Regions from separate parts of the Mus musculus genome. Here regions 1, 2, 3 and 4 are each linked to region 5. A link is a contact called in public promoter capture Hi-C data. All regions are on one chromosome and are shown on one strand. The core of a region is the stretch at or near the end of the contact, and the rest is flanking DNA. Distances in the headings are between cores, read along the strand shown. Region 1 holds the start of Epha3 (Eph receptor A3). Region 2 overlaps Zfp654 (zinc finger protein 654). Region 3 overlaps Zfp654 (zinc finger protein 654). Region 4 has its middle 27 kb from the start of 4930453N24Rik. Region 5 holds the start of Pros1 (protein S (alpha)).

What was found. Promoter capture Hi-C pulls out the DNA fragments that hold promoters and counts their contacts.
Region 1: a contact with region 5 is called in a promoter capture Hi-C map of hippocampal neurons, with 8 times the contacts expected there. The contact joins the promoter of Epha3 here to the promoter of Pros1 in region 5. A contact is called at or near these places in 6 of 39 promoter capture datasets (cranial neural crest, embryonic stem cells, frontonasal cranial neural crest and 3 more), 1 of 484 Hi-C or Micro-C datasets (embryonic stem cells) and 5 of 115 datasets of contacts at active chromatin or transcription factors (astrocytes, embryonic forebrain, embryonic stem cells and 2 more).
Region 2: a promoter capture Hi-C map of embryonic stem cells shows a contact between it and region 5. The contact joins the enhancer-like site here to the promoter of Pros1 in region 5. A contact is called at or near these places in 7 of 39 promoter capture datasets (3T3-L1-derived adipocytes, the C10 cell line, the HPC-7 cell line and 3 more) and 4 of 115 datasets of contacts at active chromatin or transcription factors (embryonic stem cells, large pre-B cells and stem cell-derived neural progenitor cells).
Region 3: a promoter capture Hi-C map of liver shows a contact between it and region 5, with 5 times the contacts expected there. The contact joins the enhancer-like site here to the promoter of Pros1 in region 5. A contact is called at or near these places in 13 of 39 promoter capture datasets (the 3T3-L1 cell line, the C10 cell line, the HPC-7 cell line and 7 more), 1 of 115 datasets of contacts at active chromatin or transcription factors (trophoblast stem cells) and 1 of 9 other capture datasets (adipose tissue).
Region 4: a promoter capture Hi-C map of cranial neural crest shows a contact between it and region 5. The contact joins the enhancer-like site here to the promoter of Pros1 in region 5. A contact is called at or near these places in 15 of 39 promoter capture datasets (the 3T3-L1 cell line, 3T3-L1-derived adipocytes, the HPC-7 cell line and 9 more), 1 of 484 Hi-C or Micro-C datasets (neural progenitor cells) and 5 of 115 datasets of contacts at active chromatin or transcription factors (astrocytes, embryonic forebrain, embryonic stem cells and 2 more).

What each region holds. Positions count from the first base shown.
Region 1 is chr16:63,862,376-63,866,201 of GRCm38.p6, reverse strand. It overlaps Epha3 (Eph receptor A3), which reads left to right and starts at 2,027. Exons shown (of 17, transcript NM_010140.4): 1 at 2,027-2,242. The coding sequence starts at 2,155.
Region 2 is chr16:64,795,247-64,799,078 of GRCm38.p6, reverse strand. The region is part of intron 3 of Zfp654 (zinc finger protein 654); the gene reads left to right. Among named protein-coding and RNA genes, the nearest start is that of 4930453N24Rik, 26 kb to the right of the region's middle. Within about 2 kb of position 2,263, at least 9 of the 459 cell types and tissues checked have an H3K27ac peak or open chromatin away from gene starts, as enhancers often do. A contact at or near this core is called in embryonic stem cells, where this site is marked.
Region 3 is chr16:64,835,006-64,839,178 of GRCm38.p6, reverse strand. All of the region lies in intron 1 of Zfp654 (zinc finger protein 654), which reads left to right. Among named protein-coding and RNA genes, the nearest start is that of Zfp654, 15 kb to the left of the region's middle. Within about 2 kb of position 2,253, at least 49 of the 459 cell types and tissues checked have an H3K27ac peak or open chromatin away from gene starts, as enhancers often do. A contact at or near this core is called in liver, where this site is marked.
Region 4 is chr16:64,741,560-64,745,507 of GRCm38.p6, reverse strand. No RefSeq gene overlaps it. Among named protein-coding and RNA genes, the nearest start is that of 4930453N24Rik, 27 kb to the left of the region's middle. Within about 2 kb of position 2,252, at least 1 of the 459 cell types and tissues checked has an H3K27ac peak or open chromatin away from gene starts, as enhancers often do.
Region 5 is chr16:62,852,925-62,856,909 of GRCm38.p6, reverse strand. It overlaps Pros1 (protein S (alpha)), which reads right to left and starts at 2,603. Exons shown (of 15, transcript NM_011173.3): 1 at 2,406-2,603. The coding sequence starts at 2,481.

The DNA.
Region 1 (3,826 bases), core at 778-3,277, 1.0 Mb before region 5:
TATTCATTCCTTCTTTTTATTTTAGAGGCAGGATTTCATGTAGCCCAGGATGTCATATAATTCAGTGTGTAATGAGAAGTTTTTCTTCCTCCATCCTCCAAACGCTGTGTTACACACCCTGCCTATGTAATACTGGGTGTAGAACTCAGGTCCTCATGCAAGCACTCTACCAACTGGGCTACACTCTCAGCTTTGGGACCTCTCTTTTTCTGCTGTCTTTTTGGATTAAGGAGTCTACAACTGAGACATCCTAGATAGCTTACATAGTGTGCCTAGCTCAGGCATTGCTTTAAACTCCATTTCTGCATACTTGTAACATTGTTCAAACATGAACAACCTTTTCACCATCCCAGGTGGTTGTTAGATGTTAGATGTGAAAGAGAAATAATGGGATAGTGAGAGGAAAGGAAGTAATACGTTCATAAAGACCAGCATACCATCATGACCTTTCCAAATGCTTTTAAATTGCAATCTGAAATAAATGTCATTTCTTTCAAACTCTCAGTAAAAAAAAAAAATCATATCCAGCTATGAAGCAATGTAACTGTTGTGGAACTGCAAACATTATGAGGCAATCCCCACTCTCTCCATTTTCTGGTCAACAAACCTTATTTTCAATGGAGTCAGATTTAGCACTGGTGGGCTCTACAGCCTCTGGTGGCCTAATGTGAGAAGGAGTTAGGGAGACAAGTCTCTCGAGGAAGTGTGAACAGAATCAGTCTCTTCCATCTGGCTTCTTCAACCCAACCCATCTTTACCAAACAGTCAACAAAGAGTATCAGAAGCCATTAGCCTAAATTCCAGGGTCATAGAAAGTGGAGTGCTTGTGAAATACACATCTTATTATCAGGACCCTTAAAAACCTACTCCGTCTCCCTTCTCAGGGCTCTAACACTGATCACTGGCGTTAACGTTGTCAACCTAATTTTCCGTTTTGAAGCCGTGTAAGGAAGTCATCTTGCTCCTTTTCAGGATAGGCTGAGATGGATGGGTGGTTGAGAGGGTTGGTGAGGAATCATTTTCTGGGACCTATTTCAAAGATAATTCAAAAGAGATCTTAAAGTAGAAATTGGATAAATTACATGGCTGAAGTAGGTTGCAGTGAGGTTGTTCAGCATGAGACCGTTTGTAACCATCATGCAAAGTAATTTAGCAAGTCCAAGGACATTGTTCTCTAGGAAATACTGGATTTTTCAGCGTTAAAAGAGCAGCCTTCAAATAGTCCCAGATTAGTGGCAGCTGGAAGGCAGAACAGGGAGCTATGAGTTAATCTCCGAGTCTCACAAAACAGGAAAGTTCTAGTGCTAGCTAGTTGTAGGCAGGAGCATTCCTTGTTCAGGACTTTCGATTTATATTGCAAATCCAGCAACCATCCGATGGAATGAGTGGTAGTCTGAAGCTATGGCTTTGGCTAGGATTGTTCCTGTCCTGGGAGGGCAACGGCTATTTGCCAGTGTTCAGAACCTGACTGTGACCTCTCTGTTTCAGCTGAGATTGCTGTATCAAATGCCTTTAACAGCCCCAATACCATGTGGTAGACTGAGCAGTCTACTTTTATCTTGTTGAATCACTAAGAGGACTGTGAACACACAGAACACAGTAAACGGATTAATTGCAATGGTCTTTGTCGTTCTACAATAATTGAATGAACGTCTTCCACTTTTAAAAACAATACTACTTTTTTGAACATTAGTTTCAACTCACAGTACCTCTAATAGGGATCTTTCAGAAATAGGCAACTGATCAAGTATAGCAAACAAATAGCTGCCTTCCCGTGAAAACGGAATGGCTCCCAAGACTCTCCGTCGCTGTCGCTGTCCCAGCACATCTTCTGGCTTTCCTACCCCACCAGCAACACTCTCGACCTCCACCCCTCTGCGTTCTTCCGCAGCTCCGTGGAACGGAGCTGGCTGCCAGCCATGGGGCTGCCCTGCTCTTCTTCAGCGCCCGCTGGCGACGGCACTAGGACCCAGAGAAGTCCCCGAGCGGGGTTCGCAGAAAGGCAGCCAGACTCCTCCTTATCTCCAGTGTCAAACTTGACATCAGACTGCGAGCGGAGCATGGTAACTTCTCCAGCAATCAGAGCGCTCCCCCTCACATCAGTGGTATGCTTCGCGGAGATATGCTCCTCTCACTGCCCGGTGCACCAGCAACATGGATTGTCACCTCTCCATCCTCGTCCTGCTCGGCTGCTGCGTCCTCAGCTGCTCCGGAGAACTGAGCCCACAGCCTTCCAACGAAGGTAAGCCAGGTAACCGCGCCGCTCCCGCCGGAGCGGAGCCCACAGCCCCCGGACGGCGCTGTTCCCTGAGATGCCCAGAAAGCAGTGGCAGCGAAAAGATTGTTTGCCCAGTAGCAATCCCAAAACACTTTTGGGGGATGTCTTGGGATTGTAGAAACCTTTAAAAATAATAATAAATCTGTTTTTAATCTGATAGCGAGCGATTCAAGTGATTACCACATTTACCAATTTGAACCAGAAAGAAAGAAAACCTTCGGTTTCTTTTTTTCTTTTTTTCTTTTTTTAACAACCCAGACTGTTAATTGCCAAATAGCCAAGGCAGTATTTTATTTTCTAATTATGACCATGTGGTTCTTTGAGAAGTTTCAAAGAAAAGGCTAGCCTCTCTTGAGATCCCCGCGGTGTGTTTTAAAGATAATGACAGGTTGCTCCTGCTTACACCCTTTGGCACTTATGAATGGACTGGAGAGAAGGGGGCTCGTTGGACCCGAGGTGTTTGAGTGCGCGCGTGTGTGCATGTGTTTATGTTACAACCGCCTTATTGAAGTGCTGTGGATCCCGCCGGGCGATGCTGTGCTCAGCGATACAGGTTCTCATGGGTAGCATATGCATGCCACATTATTAACAGCAGTGATGGTTCAAGGGATATACAGTGAGCTTAAGTTGGGTTCTTTTGTAAAAAGGCCTTTCATACACATAGAAGGATGCATTTAATGATTGATTGATAATTAGCTCCTGGGTAGATACAGTAAATAACAGACTAGCAAATTAGAAAGAACACTCATGGAAAGCTAACGGCATTTCCTTGATGCTGGATTAATTATTGTCAGTGTAACGGGCATCCTTGCATTCTCAATGGATCAAAGTGTAAACCTAATATTGAGAATATTTGTTTTCGTGGATACTGAGCAGACTCATGATATTTTTTTCAGACTTTTCATTATCTAGTTTTAATGATTTGTGAATACAAACTCTTAAGACAACTTCTCTGAATAATTGATTGCCTTGCAGCAACACTTACAACTTTAATTTCCTCTTAATGATTTTGAACATTGAGAATTGTATCGAGCAAGTTAACAATAGAGGACAGCTGAAGTGCAGGGAGCACAGTAGCTGTACAACACTCACTTAAAAACGTTTTGTAGAGCCAATGTTGTAGACATTATGCTTATGCCCATGTGAAAGAAAAATGTATGTAAACCCATTAGCACAAAGACCGCTTCCCATGTTTGGTGACCCACTTTCACGCTAATGGGACAGTTTAATTTTCTTTCCTTAGTGCCTTGGCTGCCTTTATCAGTCTGACTGGTTTTATTATTTTTTGTTTGCTTTTCAGTAGAGAAGTAGTGGTTTTTTGTTTGTTTGTTTGTTTGTTTTTCTTTTCATCATGAAGATGGGAAAACTGATTTTTTCCACAAATCACTTATTTAGTAATACAAATTAAAATGTTCACTTAAAAATAATCATCAGCCATTCTTGAAAGAAAGGTCATCCTGAGTGGTCATCTGCGCATGAGTAACACAGCAGTATGTTAAATTCTTTTAAAATATTTTTCTCAATATATTAAAATACTAACAATAACTA
Region 2 (3,832 bases), core at 1,014-3,513, 1.9 Mb before region 5:
ATCTCTCCCAGTTTTAACATTGAAATGGTATTATATTTTGGCAAAGGCTTTATCTAATGAGATAATTACATGATTTATTTTCTTTTTCAGTTTGTTGATATGATAGATTACATTGATTTTGTGTGTGTGTGTGTGTGTGTGTGTGTGTATTGAACCAACCCAGCATCCCTGGTATGAAGCTTACAAGGTGCATGATGTTTCTGATGTGTTCTTGGATTCAATTTGAGGTTTTTTTTTTTTTTTTTTTTTTTCCATCAATGTTCATAAGAGAGATCAGTCTGAAGAGTTCTTTTTTGGTTGAGATTAAGGAATTTGCCCTGTTGGTGGCAGGTGGCACAGGGGGCAGCATGACCTCTTATTCTCCAGACTGCATGTGCTTATTCTGATAAATTGGATTTTGTGTGTATTTCTTTATGTGGGAACCTGTGTTCAAGTAAATCTTACATACATATCTTAAAACTTCAGGTTTTGTATTATATTAGGGTTAGAATAGTAAGAATAACACATTGTCTGAGAGCTGAATTAATTCATTGCTTATTTAAAACATACAGAAATTGTGATGCTCAGTTTAAAATTCTTTATACCAATTATACAAAGAGTTTTCCTGAAATCTGTTGATTTCAAGATTTCTGTAATTTTTTTCCCTCAAATTTGGTGGTATGTTGTTTATGTATGTGGTATATATACTTCTTAGAGTGAGGATGTGTATGCCGGCCAGTGAGTTTCTGTCCTCAACAAGGTGGAAACAGGCATGTCTGATTTTTATGTGTTGGTACTTAGGATTCAAACCAAGGTCCTCCTGTTTATATAGCAAGTAGTATGACTCACTGAGTCATCTCCCCAGACCAGAATAAACTCCTAATTATCTAAAGAAAGTAAAATAATAATATTCAAAATCCTCATCTTAATGTGATAATTAAGAGTGGATTGGTATAGATTTTAATACTGAAATGACATTAAATCTGTTGTGGATTGAAGTAGATAATAAAGACTTCTTGATTAGTGGTAATGTGCAAAGACAACACATTAATTAACTAATTAATTGATCAACCAATCAATCAATTACTTGACTTAGTGGATGGTTTTGGATAACACCGTGGAATTTGTAGAAGGAAGAGTGACATGAGAAAAGGGCACAGGTAAAATACAAGGTGAATTTAAAGTGTTTCTCGGACAGGGATGGAAAGAAGGATGTGTCACATGTAATAGTAATGGTCCAGGTAGGCGGGGCCTTAAATTTCTAATTATGATGAGCTAACGAAGGGGTCAAACGTGGATGTAAAAAGATCCAAATACTGAAATACAGCTTTATAGACAGATGTGGACTTTAAAATGGCAACCAGTTTAGGAATGAAAAAAATCTAATTTTAGAACAAAACATTAATTCCACTTTACAATGGATTCTGAAAGAAAAGTGAGTAGAGTTGTTTGCTTCATACCCTTGGCAAAGGCACAGTGTTGAAAGGAATTAGCTAAAGGGAGTATAATAAGCCCACTTCAGTAAGCAGCAGTACTAAGCAGTGAAGGTAGAGGAGTGTGTTGATGTCCATCCATGCATTGTTTCAGAAACATTCTAAAAACATGCCTAATGCTTCAGGAGAGAAATTCTATAGTGCAAGAGGTTCTAGGCTAACTTTGGGGGTGTTAGTTTGAATATCATGCGAAAGCCATTAATACTATCTAAAGAAAGCAACTATTTTTATACTTAATTATTCTCGTTTATTCTGTTTTTTTAAAAAGTAGCCCACACTGAAAGGATTCGTTTTCATTACCTATATAAGAGTTATTTTCCTTAGTAGTACTCTCCAAAATCTAATATATTGACAAAAGAAACACACACAGACATACCAGAATAATCATACTGATGGGTTACACATTAAATGAGAAAGAAATAGTTTAAAATGTATCCTACCAGTTGGAGAGTATATATTGTAATCCTAGCCAGGGTAGAAGAAGTACACCCTCACGTGCATGTTGCAGTAAATCTCCATCCCAAATATGCCCGGCAATGAAAACATGACTCAGTTAATATGAATACATGCTGTGCACCTAGATTGGGCAGATCTACCACTACACTACCATCTTCCACATCCAATCTAGGTGCACAGCATGTATTCATCTTAGAACTTGCCGTTTCTCCACGCCATGTGCTTCTGCTCCGCTTTTCTTCTTCCTCCTTCTCTGCCTCCTCTCCTTTTCCCATTTTTCCTTATCTCTTCCCACCTTCTGCTCTACCTTCCGAATCATCAGCTCTCCTTTATTTTACAAATTAAGGTGCATAGCAGGTTTACAGGAAATCACCAAGTGCTGACTCATTTCCTAATTCGCAGGTACAGACAGGAGAACAGAATTAACATTAAATATAATTAGCCCCAGGGCTAGCCACAACACGTTGATATCCTCACTTCCCAAACTTTCTTGAGTTTGGTAGTTGTTAAAGGTTGTCAGAGCTTTCTCTGAGAAGCTTTCAATGGTCTCAATTAGGGACTTTAGAGCCCCCTGTTTTCTTTTTAAACTAAATTTCTACCCTTTTAAAGAAAATTTATAGGATACACTAACATAGACTGAGTCGAGTTCTAAATACCTCAGCATAATTGGCAATATAACTTGTAATTCATATGTATTTACACATATGATACCCCCACGTACCCTTTAATAATAAATGTTACAGCATGCTGATAAGAAAATGCACATTTTTTAATACTCAGGCATCTAGGTACCCTAAAATATATTATTTATACATACCACATGTGCACGTTCTTTGAAAATGTTAAAATATTCTAAGAACCGAAAGCTCACCTTTAGTGAGCACTTACTATGTGCAAAGTACTGTCCCAAGAGCCTTCTAGTACTTACTGTTATTATTTAATCTTCACAACAATCTTATGAAGTGGGCTCTCGAAATTAACTGTTAGAGCACAGAGAGGTTAAGTAACTTGCCCACTCTAGGATTTATTTTTATACTTAGTTGTTTTAATTTGGAGACACCCTTCAAGGCCATTTAGGAGATAACTTATTCTAACAGTTGGACATAATGGTTGTCTTCTTTGATGAAATAATTATGTGTGTGTGAAATAACTATATATGTACAAACACAGACACACAAACAACTGTACAATTGTGACTTCTTTGGTGTGATGTACTCCTAGTTCCTGTTACTTGGGAGCCTAAGGGAGGACTGATTAAGTCCAGCAAATTGAAACCAATCTTTGGAACAGGGACACCTCATTTGAAATTCTTGTTTTTCAGTTTCTCCCATCTTGTTCTTTATTAAATAAACCCCTTTTTTCTCTTAAGCAATAAGTTAAAAAACCAACCAAACAAAACTTAGAATTAACTTTTAGGTCAAAAATATAATGTTCAAATGATATAAAAACATGATAGTTTAATACAAGTAAAGTAATAGCCAGTGTGAATTTGTTAGTTGATAATTCATCTGATAAGTCAAATATTTTAATGCCTTTCAAAATGCTTAAACAGTATTTATAAGATGTTACGATATCTGTCTGCCTCCGGTATTATTTTAAGCACAGAAAAAAATGACATTTGTGCTTTAATTGCAATTCAGACAATATTGAAATATATTCAGATACTGCTAACTTCATTATCATCTTTTTTGTTAAGGATTCAAGTTCATTTTATTTATTTACTGAGTCTTAGTTTATTTTTCAAAATTTTAACTTTCCTGAACAATTTTTAAAACTCTTAGTGTATAATGAACCAGAAAGAAGAGTCCAACAGGTACACAAATTGTATATCTAAAGCTGGTTCATCAAACTCAGGAAATAAAAGTAAATCAATTTAATTCCTTTATTACTGTTACAATATAATG
Region 3 (4,173 bases), core at 1,004-3,503, 2.0 Mb before region 5:
CCAAAGGTATTTTGTTCTTTTGACTAGGAGGCCAAGAGTGACCAAGCTGATATGTTTACCTTTTTAGAGTTCCAGGGAAGCAGGTAGTACATCCCAAAACCGACTTTGAGGGAAGAGCCCATCTTCAATGGACTCTGACTCAACAGCATAAGACTGGAAAGATAGATCATCGAGATCTTAACTTAGGAGTTTGAATTTTACAGAGCAGTATGTACAGAGATTAAAGCAAAGCTGTATGTTTGTGAATCTTAAATGTTTTAAGATAAATAAGGGAAGGTAATGTGTGAAAGCCTACCTAGAAAAGGATGCCATTGTTGAGTAGCTAGAAAATGAATGACTAAAGGCCCTACAGACTAGTGATTATGAGCATGGAGTGAGGTGAGAGGAAAGTTACTAGAAATGTTAGCATAATAAAAGTATTTAACATTTTGTGAATGAGGAGAAAATGCCCCAACTAATTCCTTGAAGTTACATCAGGTTCTAATCTGGATATGTGGAGTTATGCTGTTTCTAGACAGTAAAAGAAACAGCTAGGATATCTAATGAGCAGCAGGATCTGCTGGCTCAAATAGTTAATATGTTTCTGTTTCAACTATTAGTATATTCTTTTAAAAAAGGACAAACAAATTGCTGATCATCTAGCTCTAATGTATCATGTAGCTGTAGTATAATATACATATTTATTCATTTGAAGATATTTTTTCTGGTGTGAGAAGAACGAATGTTAAAGTAGCTGGTGAGTTTATTGAGATACAGAGCTTGCTTCTTTTCATCAGTAGTGCTTCAGTTGAAAATCTTAGTAGAGGCTCTGTGGAGTTAACACATGCCTATTAAAGTTTGCTGCATTTTCCTTTCGTTGTTGCCTTTGCCCCTTTGTGGTAAGAAGGATCAAACCGAGAGCCTGCATTCATTGAGTTCTTCTACTAAGTTTATCACTGTTCACTATGATCAGTTTTCAAGTTAAAAATTTTCTTTTAGGTTTTAATTTAAATAGCCCTAGTATAGATGTTTAAATTTATCAAATTTAATCTACTGATTAATAGTGTGTCAATTTGTTCAATTGATTTGTCTCCTTTTACCAGAGATTTTAGAGCATGGTTGGGTGGTTTGTATTGCTTTGGGCATGAGATGAATCAAGATTGGTAGAAAAGAGCTGCTCAATTCATGATAGCCAGGAAGCAGAACAGGTGGGAGGAGTCAGTGACCAGATACAATCATTAACATGTCTCCATCTAGGTCTCACCTCTGAAAAATGTGATCACCTCCAATAATGCTATTAGATTATGAAACTATTTGTGGATTAATCCACTTTTTAGGTCAAAACATCCATGATTTTAACACGGGATTTTGGAGACACTTTATATACAAATCATAACATATAAAAAATGAAGTAAATTTGTTTTCAGCTTTATGACTCATTATTATCAATTATTCGAATACACAGTGTTTATTTATTTATTGCCTCTATGTGTACATGCATGTGGGGGCCAGAGGTCAACTTCAGATGTCTTTCTCAATCGCTTTTCACCTTAATTTTTTTTTTTAAGGACAGGGTCCCTCTATTTAGCTCTGGCTGTCTTAGAACTCTCTCTGTAGACCCGACTGGCTTCAGAACTCAGAGATCTGCCTGCCTCTGCATCATTAAGTCATGCACCATTATGCACAGTTCTTAATTTTTGAAACAGGATTTTCCTGCCCTGGAGCTCAGGCTGGCTGGGTAAAGAGCTCTGGAAATGCATTTGTCATGCACTAGGCCAACATACTTACGCTGCCGTGTCTAGCTTTCACGTGTTAGGGATCTGAACTCAGTCCTCAAGCTTGTGTAGCAGGCTTTCTGCTGACTGAGTTCTCTCTCCTCTAGAGCTTGCATTTCTAGAGCTTACTAGAAAGCCCCATCAAGTGGTTTGTACTGATTTTGGGGGTGGGGGTGGGAGCAGATAGTTTTTATCTCTAAACATTTTTACATCCTGAAAGTAGTTTGCATTTTTCCTTTTAAAATTTTATGAAATCAGTGGTTTGCAATCACAGGTACCATGAGGTCTTAATTGATGGTTCTTGCATTAGAAGTAGGGCATACTACTTGTACTACATATCTCTACTGCTAACATATATTTCTTCTGTGGGGTTCTGGTATTTTTGCTACAGTAAGCATGGAGTCTGTGCAGTAGCACACATGGAGTCTGTGCAGTAGCACACATGGAGTCTGTGCAGTAGCACACATGGAGTCTGTGCAGTAGCACACATGGAGTCTGTGCAGTAGCACAGCACGCACTGTCTGAAGAAGCCCGACTGCAGCTGCTGTCCTCTAGCCTTCACAGGCCAGGGTTATGTTCTTGCTTTTTATTTTCACTCTTGTGCTAAGACACTTTTCACACTGTTACCTGGGCTGTTGCTGCTCTTCTGACATTTTAAACTTACTGAATTAAATCATAAAAGCACCCTTTTGTTTCCATGTTTACAACATTTACATAACAACCAAGAAATGAAGTTCGTTTAGATGTTTTTGAAAAAAAAAATACATCTTTTGGAATCTAGTGAAAGCTTCTTTAACAAACAAACAAACAAACAAACAAATAGATTTACCTTAAAATCGAGTCTGTGAGCAGATGGGTACAAGTACTGGTAGAAGCCAAAGGAAGATATCCAATCTCCTGGCAATGGAGTTACAGATTGTGAGCTACCTAATGCGGGTCCTGGGAACTGAAGTTGGGTTGCAAGAACAGTATGCTGAGCTATCTCTTCAGCTGAAGAGTACCTCATCTGGTTTATATTCCTTTCAGTCTCTTTGCTTTGCTTTTACTCCTTCTATGCCCTAGATAGTTTCACTTTGTTGGCATGATCAACATCCTGTTTTGTCACATTTCTGTGAGCAGTAGTAGGGTGTCAAATGCTTTACTATCAATAAACATAACTGAGGTTGGGTTTGTTTACTTTTTAGATTACTTGTGAACTGGCCCTCCTGCCTTCCTATTCCTTTCTCTTTGCTTTTTGCTCTGTCATTATCTCACACCTCTGATGCCAAGAGACTAAAATGTCAAGGACTTTGAATCAAGATGTTGTTAGTATCAAACAAAATTTCCCACTCTTCTCTTCCTCAGTTAAGGAAAAGTTATTGGCCAAAAGCAGACCTCCTACTTTCTCTTCATTATTGCTTTTCTTCTCCCTAGGCCTTTCATTTATTTCACTATACTGATCAAATAATTGCAATTTATATTAAATATGTACTCAAGATGTACTTGAAATACTTCAGATAATTTAATATAATCTCTTTTTTGCTACCTGTCAGATGTGTACAACTTTTTTGCTACTTTGTATAAATTTCTCAGTGTTCAAGGTGAGGTTTCCTACGTTCTTTTATTATTTTTCATCAGTTTTTAGAAGACTACTTTATCTATCATGGTTGGATTTCCCTCTGGCTCAGTTTTGATATTTCTCTCCTATAGTTATGTTTTTCCCTCAGTCAGGTACCTTTGAAATCACCAAAGATTCTCTTTCTAGTGAGTAGCAATTAGTGCTTTGGTCCTCCCTAATTCTATCTTTGAGAACATTTCTGGTATGATATATACTTCCCCCACCCCCGATTTTAGGAGTGTACTTTTTAAGGAAGTCCAAGTTTTTCCATCTTATTTAGCATACCTTCTTATTTACTCTTTTTTAATTCTCTTACTATGAATAAACATGTTTCATCTCTCTTAAATTTTAATTCAGTGGTGATTCACACCTTTAATCCTAACAGTTAGTTAGGAAGCAGAGGTAGACAGATCTCTGAGTTTGAGGCCAGCCTTGTCTACAGAGCGAGTTCCAAGACAGCCAAAGCTACTCAGAAAAACCCTGTCTCAAAAAACAAAGCAATCACCAAATAAAATTCAGTTTATCTGGGCTGCCCCGAGGAGGAGTGGATCACTCAGGTGATTTCCTGTGAACCATCTCCCCATTTTAACTGGTCAAATAAAGGCTAGAGCCTGCCTGTGATTGGGCAGTGGGAGGGAAAGGTGGGGCTGGAAGTTTTTCAGAGTCGGAGAAGAGTAGGAAAGAACAGAGGAAGAAAGACTAGGAGGAATAAATAGGTAGAAGGAAGATGGCCTGGAGAAGCCTCAAGAAGCAAGGGTCTCATAGCTGGGGAATAGATTAGTGTAGTGATGGGTCTGCCCAATCTAGGCATGCAGCTTATAA
Region 4 (3,948 bases), core at 1,003-3,502, 1.9 Mb before region 5:
CATGAACTGGTAGCAATTATGGCTGCCTCTATAATATCTATACAAGATAAGAGCATGCACGGTTCTTGCAGAGGACCTGAGTTCAGAGGAACAACTGATCGTTGACATCATCTGGGGAAGAAAGAGTCAGTTTTCTTCAGTGTTCTGGTCCCTTGTGATGAATTGACTATGCTCCAGCGGGTTGCCCCATACCCACGGCTAAAACTTGGACTCTGTGGTTTCTAAGAAAAAGAGAACAGGAAGTTTGGGAGGGTGTGGAGGTGGGGATTGGACCAGGCAGGTGATTAGGGGGATGGTGGCAGTTGAACATGTTTAGAATATATTGATTGCATGTATGAAATTCTCAAAGAATTAGTGAAATATCATATTTTATAAAAGGAAGCTATGGTGGAAGAGGCAGTTGAGTGGCTGAGGGTGCTTACTGATCTTATAGAAGGCCAGGGATCGGGTTCCAACACCGAAGTTCACAACCATCTGTAACTCTAGGTATAGGTGAGTCTCTTAGGGTCTCTCCAGCTACCCCCAACACACAAATAAAAGTAGCAGCAAGTCTTTGTATTGCAACATTCTTCAACAATGAATCTATGTATTGTGTGAGTTTATGTATTGAAGGAATTTATGAAACAGTGAAATTGTGTATTGTATGAATTTGTGTATTGTAAAACTTAAGTAACTACATTTATATTCATCAGAAACAGACCTGAATCCTAAAGAGGAAAGAGAAGGGCACAGAGTGAGTTCTGAGAGATGTGGACTTGTGGGCACAGGGATGCTTCCTACAATTGACTCGATTGGCGATCATCTCTTAGAAGAGATGGGAGAAAGGTTTGATAAATCAGTGCAGTGGAGGCTGGAGAGAGAGGGCAGTGGTTAAGAGAATGCACGGTTCTTGCAGAGGACCTGAGTTCAGATCCCAGCACCTATGTCAGACATCACCACTACCTGCCACCCCAACTCCTGGGGGAGTGATGCTGTCTTCCAGCACCATGGGCAGTTACCACATATCATGGCCTGAACAGTTTTATGGCGAGTGACCAGTGATGATCTCTCCTACTCCTCCCTTCTCCTTCCTCCTGCCTCGCTTTCCTTGTTTCCTTCTTTCTTTCCTTTGTTAAGCAGCTTGAATTTATTGCTTTTATCGAATTTGGAAAATGCTTGCTGTTATTTCTCCAATTACTTTTACTCCATACTCTCTCTTCGTTTTTTGTTTTATCCACAACATAACCAATAACATGTCCTCTAGGCTGCTTGATCTTTTCCCACAGGACACGGGGACTACATTTTTTTTCTTTTTCAGCATTATTTCCTCTGAGTTTTATTTTGGGTGGCTTTTATCGCAATATTTTCAAGTTTACTTTTTATTTTTCCTTATCAAGACTTTAGTCTATTTTACCCAGTGAATTTTTGGATACAGGTCATGTACTTTACATTTCCAAAGGTCTTATTCATGTTTTTATATATTTCATGTCATATTTTATATTTTATTTAATATTCTTAACCTATTTCTATTTTGATAATGCTTTGAAGTTTTTGTCTATTAACCCACCCTCATCACTCAGTTCTCTCATTTATATTGATTGACTGATTTGGGGGTTAAAATTTATATTTTTCGGTTTTGAAATGTTCATTAATTTTTTTATCACGTTAAATATTGCGATTTTTTTTATTGTTGAGTGATAGATTTTGTTATATTCCTTCAACAGATTCTGTACTTTTTCAGGCAGGCAGTTGACACTAAGAAATAATTGTGTTCCTTTTTTAACAAATTGCTTTAATGCGAATTCTCGTGGGTTGATGCAGACATTCTCTAAGACAAACTGCATCCCAGTAGAAAGGGCAGTCTCATCCACAGATGCTCTGGAGTGCTCAACGAAAGGGCAGTCTCATCCCCAGATGCTCTGGAGTGCTCAAAGCCTTAGTTTTCTTGGTATGCCATGGTAAAAACCCCACAGATGGAGTCTATTAAACAACGGCAGTACTTTCTGTATCTCTGGTGTCTGGAATCCCGAGATCACAGAACGGACAGGGCTAGCTCGGAGGAAACTTATGTCCCGGCTCTCAGATGGATAGCTCAAATGTCCTCACTTGACCCTTTATCTGTGCATGCTCAGAGAGGCAGACAGAAAGAGGAAGGGGAACAGATATATCTATATCTATCTACATATAGAGTGAGGGTCTGATTTTTCCCTGAGGCTTCTTGATCTTCCTTAAAAATCTATTTCTGTCAACTTGATATGTCACGTTTGGTTGATATCTGTGGGAGGCCTGCCCTTTTCTGAAGGGAAATGGAGCAGGGATGGATGGGAGGTAGGCAAAGGAGAGACTGGGAAAAGAGGAGAGGAAACTGTAGTCAGGATGTATGGAATATATAATCAAAAAGGAAAAACACACAAACAAGCAAAACAAACTGTTTCTGTGTACACACATGCCTGGGCTACATACATGTGGTGGTCAGAGATGGTGGTGGGAGTTGGTTTTCTCCTTTACTGAAGGACCTGGGGTGGGGCTGGCTGCTTGGCATGACGTGGCTTTAATTGCCGAGCTATCCCACCAGCCTTTCCTTTTCCTTTGTTTCTTTCTTTCTTTTTTTAAAATTTTTATTAGGTATTTTCCTCAATTACATTTCCAATGCTATCCCAAAAGTCCCCCATACCCTCCCACCCACTCCCCTTCCCACCCATTTCCACTTCTTGGCCCTGGTGTTCCCCTGTACTGGGGCATATAAAGTTTGCAAGTCCAATGGGCCTCTCTTTGCAGTGATGGCTGACTAGGCCATCTTTTGATACATATGCAGCTAAAGACAAGAGCTCCCGGGTACTGGTTAGTTCATATTGTTGTTCCACCTATAGGATTGCAGATCCCTTTAGCTCCTTGGTTACTTTCTCTAGCGCCTTCATTGGGGGTCCTATGATCCATCCAATAGCTGACTGTGAGCATCCACTTCTGTGTTTGCTAGGCCCCGGCATAGTCTCACAAGAGACAGCTATATCTGGGTCCTTACAGCAAAATCTTGCTTGTGTATGCAATGGTGTCAGCGTTTGGAGGCTGATTAAGGGATGGATCCCCAGATGTGGCAGTCTCTAGATGGTCCATCCCTTTGTCTCAGCTCCAAACTTTGTCTCTGTAACTCCTTCCATGGGTGTTTTGTTCCCAATTCCAAGAAGGGGCAAAGTGTCCATACTTTGGTCTTCGTTCTAGCCTTTCCTTTTCTTAAGAGTCAATTCTTCCTGTTGTTGGATTCTGAATCATTGCCAGCAATAGGGCATTCCTTTAACTGAAACCTTTTGAAGGTTTCAGATGGCTCTCAAGCTTAAATGTCATATTCTAAGGAATGTTTTCTAGTATCTTTGGGGCACTTCTCTTCTTGTTCAGTCTCACCTTCCAAATGGATCCTGCTATGGTCCTATCTGTGGCACAGCGCTGCTGTAAGAGTCAAGTAGTAAGTGAGTTGGGGGAGAGTTCCTAGTTGTGTTCATGTTCTTCTTCTCCACCATTCAAGCCTTAGCTTAAAAAGTTCTTCCACTGTGACGTCTTTTCTGACCATCATTTTTTCCTAATGATATATTCTTATACAGTCTTCCTTCCTTCCTTCCTTCCTTCCTTCCTTCCTTTCTTTCTTTCTTTCTTTCTTTCTTTCTTCCTTCCTTCCTTCCTTCCTTCCTTTCTTTGTTTCTTTCTTTCTTTTCTTTCCTTCCTTCCTTCTTCCCTCTCTTCTTCTTTCCTTCTTTCCCTTCCTTCCTTCCTTTCTTTCTTTCTTTCTTTCTTTCCTTCCTTCCTTCTTTCCCTCCCTCCCTCCCTCCCTCCCTCCCTCCCTCCCTCCCTCCCTTCCTTCCTTCCTTCCTTCCTTCCTTCCTTCCTTCCTTCTTCCTTCTGTCCTTCCTTCTTCCCTCCCTCCCCCTTACTTCCTTCTTTCTCTCTCTTTCTTTCTTTTGCTCATTCATTCATTCA
Region 5 (3,985 bases), core at 1,354-3,853:
CTAAGTTTCTTTACCTTAGTCTCAGGCAGACTCTTCAGAAAAGGGCAAAAGGCAGCAACATTCTTCACCAAACCATAAGAAACTAACTCTTGCAGCTAACCTTTTGAAATGTAAGCTAACCTTTTGAAAAAATCACTCCATTAGTGTAGCATTTTAAGTTAATCCATTAGTGTGGATTATATCTATATCTATATCTATCTATATATATATATGTATATCTATCTATCTATATATATATATATATATATATGTAAAGAAAAGAAACTTAAGAAAGACAGGAATAAAATCATAACAAAGGGGAGAGTTAAGAAAGAACAGAGCAGAGTACAAAACCATATAGAGAAGATGGGTCAGTAACACACAGAGAAGACTGCTCCACTCAAAAGGGAAGTCTAGATAAGGCCAAATGAGCCTACTCAAAATAGATATCCTCCTCTTCCCATTTCCCCTTTCACCACAAGCTCTCATGAGTGATTAGCAACAAATACAAGTTAGTTGTGTGTATATTTCTTGTTAATTTTTGTGGTTTTTATTTATGCAAATACATTTGGAAAGTCAGTTGATAACTGAATACTTCATTGTTAAATGAAGCCTGGACGGTAGCACAGGCAAGCGATCCCATCACTTAGAAGGTCAAGGCAGAAGGTAGCCTAAAGGCAAGTCAGAACTACAAAGCAGGACTCTGGTTTTGGTTGTGAGGTGTTGTCTATTTTTGTTCATTCATTCTCTCAAGAAATAACTGCTCTGGAAAGGTTTCACTTATTATAGCATATTTTGAGGACCATATAATTGATTATACATGACGTGTTTAACATTCTAATTGTATCTCACATTTCAATTCTCCTGGACCTTCGAGTTTGGGGATGTAGCTCACTGGCCTACCTTGTACCAACTCCCAGATCCAATTCTCAGCACCACAATGAAAGGCACGACCAGCAAGACCCCAAAACACAAAGTCAAAATTTTAGGGAAGAGAAACAGCACATAGGTGTCTGTTTCTTCATCCATAAACCAGAGATGGTTTTTCATCCAGGCAACAAGACAGGATGTTGCCATCACAGTACTGAATATTCTTTCTGTGATGTCCTTGTAGAAAGAACTTGTCTAGTCTCTGGGTGGCAAGTCAGCCACTGTTGTCCCTTGCTCTTTCCCCAAACACCAACTCTTGCTTTGTCTTTTGTTGTTGTTTTGTTTTGTTTTTATTTGTTTGTTTTGCTTTGCTTTGTTTTGAGACAAGGTTTCTCTGGGCAGCTGGGCTGTTCTGGAACTGTAGATCAGGCTGGCCTTGAACTCAGAGATTTGCTGACCTCTGCCTGGAGAGCAAGTGGCTGGATCAGAGGCACGTGCCGGCCACCGCCCTGCTGCTGTCGGAAAACATTTGATTGTCCTAATGTACAAGATAGATCATGTGCAAGCATACAGTCACATGCGGCTTTGTTATGGGGGCTTGGCCGTTGAAGTTTTGTAATTGTAACTTGTTTATCTTCAATATAAAACAAATCAGTTATAGTCTGGTCTTTAAGTTAGTTATAATTTTAAGAATACCTGCATCTTCTTATTACTTAATAAAAAATTGAAATTCTAGCAAACGCCTATTTAATTAACCATCCTTGAAAGATTTCTTTGATACTCTTAGTCGCCTAAATGTTATGCAGTTATTTCTCCCATGCCTGTTTCTGGGAATCCAACAGAGCAGAAGAAAGCACTGTTAATTATGAACACATTTAAAGTTTTGAAAACAATTTTGTTGACAGTTACAACGTACCAAACCTGTGTTGCTCTTTATATATCCCTAAGAGAAAACTCAATATGCTCCCTGGAATCTGGGAATGGAAGAAGGGGGAAAAAAATCAAGAAACACGACAATAAGGTGCAAAGAATCCGTGCCACCACCGCAGATCAGTAGCAATCAAAATCCTCAGTACAAAACGATCCTCGCTCCAAGATAATATCCAACAGCAACTTCTTACGCCAAGGTTAGGGAATGATAAGTAAACTCGCAGTGATCCTCAAACAGTTTGTCAATGTGAGACGAGCCAATCAAGTACAAAGTCCAGAAATTGCAAAAGGAAGGTTAACTGTAAGAGAGGGTGCAGGCTGGGATCGGAGGGCACCGAGGGTTGACTTAGTTTTCCTACCAATGTTTAGAACTATGCTCATCCAATTCCTATGACACTTGGTATCACCCAGCTTCTTGCATCAATCCTGTGGACAATGACTCCCAAAGCAAGGCAAGCTTTGATCTCGTCCCACGTTTACTCAGTCCGCCAGATCCAGGCTGCCGCCACTCTCTGAGACGCTGGGGGACTTACTGGAAATTTAGGAAGCAACAAGCTGTCCAGGAGACAATCCTACCAGCCAGGGCATGTAGGGACCAGAGAAGCCTGAAGATATGGATTACTTACAGTTTGTCTCTGAGACAGGGATCACCAGGGCGAGGCAGGCCAGTAGCACCCGAAAGCGTGCGCTCAGGACCCTCATTGCTGAGAGGATGGCCGGGGGTCAGGGCTGGCGCAGCGGGGACCGTGCCTGCGCTAGGGCGGCCGAGGGAAGCTGCGAGCCCGGGCTCTGCTCTCCCAGCTCTGCCGCGGCCCAGCCCGAGCGCGGGCGGGCGGAGCAGCCAGGGGCGGAGGGGACCGCCCGCTCCCAGCCCCCAGCCCGGGAGGGGAAGCGGTGACTGGGACATTTCCTGGAAGCTCTTCGCAGCTGGGGGGCGGGGGTGGGGTGGGGAGGGCCGCGGGAAGGAGGTCGGAGGCCGAGGGAAGCTTATCAGAGAGGTCCTTTGTCACTGTCCCCAGCCCTGCTTTTACTTCGTTTCTTTAGAAAGTTGTTTTCAAAGGGTGAAGTATCTCTCTCTCTCTGTCTCTCTGTCTCTCTGTCTCTCTGTCTCTGTCTCTGTCTCTCTCTCTCTCTCTCTCTCTCTCTGTCTCTGTCTCTCTCTCTCTCTCCTCCCCTGCTCCTACCTTCTCTAGCATCCCTTCCCCATTCCTCCTCCACCCAGCTTCCCTTCTCCCCACCCCACCCCATTTCTTTCCAACTCCAGAGACTGCCAGCCAGTCAGGATGTCAACTTAAACTGAAGCCAACTTGGACTTTAGGAAGAAGGGTACTCAAAACCAAAGTAGTGGGAGGAAAGAAAATCGAAAGGTTTGATCACCCACAGAGTATTTCCTCAGAACAGCTTGTTTTGGTGTTAGCATTACCCTTTTGGTTTTTGTCAGGCATACACGTGTAAATCAGGCTTTCCCTGCTACTTGAAACTAAACTGCCTGGGTTGAAAACATAGAACTTGCTCTTAACACTGTTTTATAACTTTAAGAAAAGAGCTTACACTTTTAAGTCCTAGTCATATCATCTGTAACAGAGATAAGAGGTTTTCATCGTGTTGACATGAGACTCTATAGATGCTATCGATATGAAACATTAAGTCCATGCCAACTAGTAGAACTCAACGCACATAGAGTATATTAATCCTTTTTTGTCCAATTAAAACATAGATTGATTTTTTTGAATGTGTGTGAACGAAACTTACTAGGCAGAATCATATTTTAAGGGTCATTTTTCCTCTCTCTCTCTCTCTCTTTCTCTCTCTCTCTTTCCTTTGTTATTTAGTGATCCAGTGGGGATGCAAGATGACTAAGATGGGAGTCAATATTTTTTCTGATAAAATGTTTTGGGAAATTTCCATTCATTGAGGAGGAGGAAGGAAAACTTTTGTACTATACCCGTCTATGCTCTATGCCATGCTAAATTAATGTATGATAGACTAAGAGGACAAAATGGGGCTGGAGAGTTCACTCAGCTGTTAAGAGCACTGGCTGCTTGTGCTGCCTGCTTGCTCCTCCAGGGGTCTTGAATTCAATTCCCAGCAACCACAGGTTGGCTCACAACTGTCTGTAATGAGATCTGATGCCCTCTTCTGGTATGTGTCTGAAGACAGCTACAGTGTACTCATGTAAATAAAAATAAATAATTTTAAAAAAAGA